2 separate regions of the Pelodiscus sinensis genome follow, and region 1 is linked to region 2. A link is a contact called in public Hi-C data. All regions are on one chromosome and are shown on one strand. Each heading gives the region's core, a stretch centred on a gene start, on an enhancer-like site or on the middle of the called end of the contact. The rest is flanking DNA. Distances are from core to core; before and after follow the strand shown.

Region 1 (2,700 bases), core at 149-2,648, 150 kb before region 2:
CCCAGTCGAAGTCGCAGGGGGGGGGGGGGGAGGCAGGGGGGCTCGGGACTCACCCAGTCGAAGTCGCAGGGGGGGGAGGCAGGGGGGCTCGGGACTCACCCAGTCGAAGTCGCAGGGGGGGAGGCAGGGGGGGCTCGGGACTCACCCAGTCGAAGTCGCAGGGGGGGGGAGGCAGGGGGGCTCGGGACTCACCCAGTCGAAGTCGCAGGGGGGGAGGCAGGGGGGCTCGGGACTCACCCAGTCGAAGTCGCAGGGGGGGGGGAGGCAGGGGGGCTCGGGACTCACCCAGTCGAAGTCGCAGGGGGGGGGGAGGCAGGGGGGCTCGGGACTCACCCAGTCGAAGTCGCAGGGGGGGGGGAGGCAGGGGGGCTCGGGACTCACCCAGTCGAAGTCGCAGGGGGGGGGGAGGCAGGGGGGCTCGGGACTCACCCAGTCGAAGTCGCAGGGGGGGGGGAGGCAGGGGGGCTCGGGACTCACCCAGTCGAAGTCGCAGGGGGGGGGGAGGCAGGGGGGCTCGGGACTCACCCAGTCGAAGTCGCAGGGGGGGGAGGCAGGGGGGCTCGGGACTCACCCAGTCGAAGTCGCAGGGGGGGGGGCAGGGGGGCTCGGGACTCACCCAGTCGAAGTCGCGGGGGGGGGGAGGCAGGGGGGCTCGGGACTCACCCAGTCGAAGTCGCGGGGGGGGGGAGGGAGGCAGGGGGGCTCGGGACTCACCCAGTCGAAGTCGCAGGGGGGGGGAGGCAGGGGGGCTCGGGACTCACCCAGTCGAAGTCGCAGGGGGGGGGAGGCAGGGGGGCTCGGGACTCACCCAGTCGAAGTCGCAGGGGGGGGGAGGCAGGGGGGCTCGGGACTCACCCAGTCGAAGTCGCAGGGGGGGGGAGGCAGGGGGGCTCGGGACTCACCCAGTCGAAGTCGCAGGGGGGGAGGCAGGGGGGCTCGGGACTCACCCAGTCGAAGTCGCAGGGGGGGAGGCAGGGGGGCTCGGGACTCACCCAGTCGAAGTCGCAGGGGGGGGAGGCAGGGGGGCTCGGGACTCACCCAGTCGAAGTCGCAGGGGGGGGGGAGGCAGGGGGGCTCGGGACTCACCCAGTCGAAGTCGCAGGGGGGGGGAGGCAGGGGGGCTCGGGACTCACCCAGTCGAAGTCGCAGGGGTTCCCATCCTCGCGCTGGGTGGGCAGCCCCTGGCAGAGCGGCGGCACTTTGCGCACCAGCAGGAAGGCGGCGGAGAGCAGCGCCGAGAGCGGGTAATAGGGCCGCGCCAGCCAGCGGCACAGCCCAGGCACCGAGTAGAACAGCGCCAGCAGCGGGGCTAGCACCGCCATCTTCACCTCCACTGAGCAGCCCCGCACCGCCGGGACGACCGCGCACGCTCCACCGATCCCTATTGGCTAATCTTAATGCCAATCGTGATGAGGACAGGAACTGTAAGAAAGACCCATTCTCATTGGTTGATACCGCTGCCCCTCAAAATTAGACACATCCAATTGGCTAAATGGATTTCAAGGGGGCCTGCCTTTGTAGAGCGAGGGACTAATCAGATATCGGAATTTGGAATGACGTAAAGGCCAGACCTGATTGTCATCACAGTGCGCATGGGAGAAAACCAATCACGTCAGGCAGAGGAATGTAGCATTTTTGTCCAATCAGAGATAAACAGTGGGCGGAGTTCAAAATAGATGGGCCAATCACAGCCATAGATAGGACAGGCCGCCCTCCAATGAGGACAAGGCAGACTGTCAACTCCTCGAGGAGCCGAGCCAATGGGAGGAGAACGCGCGGGGCATGCTGGGACGATGGAGCCTTTCTCTGCTCTCTTCGGAGGGGCTGAGCCGCCGCCTCCTGCCGCGGCCGCCGCGCTGGGCTTCGGGCCGGGGAAGCCGGGCGGTCCCGGCGCCGGCCCGCCACCCACAGCCGCCGCGCCCCAGAGCGCAGAGGACGCCGCCCGCAAGGCCGCGGCTGCCAGCGGCCCCTTCTACCTAATGCGGGAACTCCCAGGTACCGAGTGCAGGGGGCGGGACTTTGCGGACTTTGGCCAATCGAGTTCAGGGGGCGGCCTTTAGGGGTCTGGCCAATCGGATTGCTCAGATTTCTGATTGGCCTCTCTCCCCGCCTATTAATGGCTGGGCCTGTTTTCTCCAGCCCAATAGGCGAAACAGACGGTCTGGTGGAGGCGGGGCTGAAGAGGTTTTTTGGATTGTCAGCCCTTTCCTCCAATGGGGAAGTCGGAAACCTATGGGGGAGGCAGTGTGTATGAATGACTGGATTGGCAGTTCTGGGAGCCAATCATGATGCAAGAAGATGTTTGGGGGGGGAATATGGGTGCTCGTAGCCAATGGAGACGGGGGGGGAGGGGAGAGAGAGCCTGCTCCCAACTGGGTCTGCATGAGCCATTTCCCAGACTCTTGTGCTGCCCCAGGAACAGTGCTGCCCCAGGGCGGTGGGGGGTGCCCAGGGGAGGGAGGCAGACGTCTGTGGGATGGGGGAGGCTGCTCCCACCCAAGGCCCTGGCTGCTCATGTAGGATCCCCAGGGGCTGGGCCACAGTCCAGCTCTGATGCGGTTAATGGGGCTAAATCCCGTTTCCTTCCCCTGTTGCCAGGCAGCCACGTGAGTCTCCAGCCCGTGGTGCGGCGCTGCCGTGTCCCAGCCGCTCTGGTTAGCGGAGGGGCTCTGCCCCTGCTCTTGAGCAGGCCGGGCTGAG
Region 2 (2,700 bases), core at 60-2,559:
CTGTCGTCACCCCTCCCCCCAGTACTGTCATTACTTAGGCAGCTCTGCCACCCTGTGGCCAGGCCTAGGAATTACAGGTGCACCCCTAGGTGGGTGACCATAGCAGAGTCCTCAGTCCCTCCCAAACCCGTGAGATACAGGTACTTCACTGCTGGATTTGGGGGTTACTTCCCACTGCACAGGCGGGACTCAGTTTTCCAGCCAATCAGGAAGGAGACTCTCCCCCTTCCCCGTAACTGGGGAACATCCAGGCCACCCAGGGTAGCACAACTGGTCTCTATCCTCAAGGGCAGGCAGCTCTGGGGCCTGGCTCACCAGCCTGGCCAGATGCTGGGGCTGAGACACTGTTGTGCGAGATGGTCATAAATGGGGCAGAAGGAAAAGACAGGGCAGGTTCCACCCAATCCAGTGCCCAGGCAGCTCCCTCTGCAGCTGTTACCTGCCTTCCCCTGGCATCTATGGCTTAGCCATACCCGATGCCTCCCTCCTAAAGGCAAAGGCTGCATGCTCTCGAGCAGTGTTTCCCAAATGGTGTTCCACGGAACCCCGGGGTTCCCCGAAGTAAAAATAAGGGTTCCGCACGAAAATTCCATTCCAATAACATTTTCTTATTAAAAAAATAATATTGAAGCATTTATTAATTTTATTGACAACAATTTTCATTTGTGTTTGCCACAATAAGTGTCCCTGTGTAATGCCAGCTTAGCCAGAGAGTGGGGATGATGACGTCACTAGTCAGTGCTGATGTCCATCTATTAGACTGTTATTAGGGATTCTGCAAAATTCTTTTGAGTTTAAAAGGGTTCCATGGCTAAATTAAATTGGGAAATGCTGCTCTGGTGGGTAGAGCTGGGAACTGGGAGTCAGGAGAACTGGGTTCAGTCCTGATTCTGAACTTGGGCGAGTCTCTGCCCCTGTTTCCCCATGTGTAATACAGGGGCGGGGCACGACAAAGCAGGTGCACACACTGCCAAGGACGAGCTGCCTGGCTCTGTATTTAGTACAAGGCTCTGACCATCGCTGGCTCAGAGGCCAACAGCAGCTGTTAGGAGGACACAGAGTCCCATGCATTTGTTAATGGCAGGCAGGTGGTAAGGCTGGCAGCCAGGCTAGGGCATGTACTTATGAAATGTATGGGGCTTGATCGGACAGATCCTACCTCAGCTCCACTGGCGGTGGGGTCCACACTATAGTGTTGCTCTTTCTCTCTGGGGCCTATGGCGAGAGGTGTTGCCTGCCTGGGCTCAAAGGGAGAGAGGGGCTGATGGTGCCCGACACAATGGTACTGGCTGTGCCCAGGCTCCGGAGGCTCTGCTCCTGGCCTGATCCGCCTCCGTGGACAGGGGACTCTGGGAGCCTATGGCAAATAACGTCACAGCCCCACCCTCAGCCGGCCCCCTATGTACTCACCCCATGACCCCCTCCCCACAGCCTGTGTCACCCCACAGCCCGACAGGCCTCCACTGCAATCACCCTCGCCCCATAACCCCTCCCCGCAGCCTGTGTCACCACACAGCCCGACAGGCCCCACTGCAATCACCCCCACCCTATAACCCCTCCCCACAGCCTGTCACCCCACAGCCCGACAGCCCCCACTGCAATCACCCCCACCCTATAACCCCTCCCCACAGCCTGTGTCACCCCACAGCCCGACAGCCCCCACTGCAATCACCCCCACCCCATAACCCCTTCCCACAGCCTGTGTCACCCCACAGCCCGACAGGCCCCACCGCAATCACCCCCACCCCATAACCCCTCCCCACAGCCTGTGTCACCCCACAGCCCGACAGGCCCCACCGCAATCACCCCCACCCCATAACCCCTCCCCACAGCCTGTGTCACCCCACAGCCCGACAGGCCCCACTGCAATCACCCCCACCCCATAACCCCGCCCCACAGCCTGTGTCACCCCACAGCCCGCAGCCCCCACTGCAATCACCCCCACCCTATAACCCCTCCCCACAGCCTGTGTCACCCCACAGCCCGACAGCCCCCACTGCAATCACCCCCACCCTATAACCCCTCCCCACAGCCTGTCACCCCACAGCCCGACAGCCCCCACTGCAATCACCCCCACCCTATAACCCCTCCCCACAGCCTGTCACCCCACAGCCCGACAGCCCCCACTGCAATCACCCCCACCCCATAACCCCGCCCCACAGCCTGTGTCACCCCACAGCCCGCAGCCCCCACTGCAATCACCCCCACCCTATAACCCCTCCCCACAGCCTGTGTCACCCCACAGCCCGACAGCCCCCACCGCAATCACCCCCACCCTATAACCCCTCCCCACAGCCTGTCACCCCACAGCCCGACAGCCCCCACTGCAATCACCCCCACCCCATAACCCCGCCCCACAGCCTGTGTCACCCCACAGCCCGCAGCCCCCACTGCAATCACCCCCATTCAACCCCCCACTCTCCCAGCCGGTCCCATCCCTGCTGTCCCTGAAGCCCCGGGGGATCCCAACCTGCCCGCTTTTGGGGGCCTCTCTCCCTCCCCTGCGCCCCACCAAGGGGCTGAACCCCTGCAACGCCCACCCCCCACCGGACGGGGGCACTGCTCCTTCAGCTACGCTAGGCTCATTAGACCTCCCGGCTTGTCTAGCAACAACTAGCACTCTATGGTAACATGGCTGCGCCCATTCTCCCGCCTCACATCCGGTACGTTCTAGCCTCGGTCCTCCACCAGCTCTATGCT

What was found. Hi-C and Micro-C count contacts between places; a contact is called where the count stands out from the background.
Region 1: a Hi-C map of an unstated tissue shows a contact between it and region 2, with 3 times the contacts expected there. The contact joins the promoter of TMX2 here to the promoter of SMTNL1 in region 2. A contact is called at or near these places in 3 of 5 Hi-C or Micro-C datasets (liver and an unstated tissue).

What each region holds. Positions count from the first base shown.
Region 1 is chr4:128,614,876-128,617,575 of ASM4963464v1, reverse strand. It overlaps TMX2 (thioredoxin related transmembrane protein 2), which reads right to left and starts at 1,398. Exons shown (of 8, transcript XM_075928620.1): 1 at 1,134-1,398. The coding sequence starts at 1,322. It overlaps MED19 (mediator complex subunit 19), which reads left to right and starts at 1,668. Exons shown (of 5, transcript XM_014571181.3): 1 at 1,668-1,995. The coding sequence starts at 1,761.
Region 2 is chr4:128,464,610-128,467,309 of ASM4963464v1, reverse strand. It overlaps SMTNL1 (smoothelin like 1), which reads right to left and starts at 1,309. Exons shown (of 10, transcript XM_014571231.3): 1 at 1,160-1,309.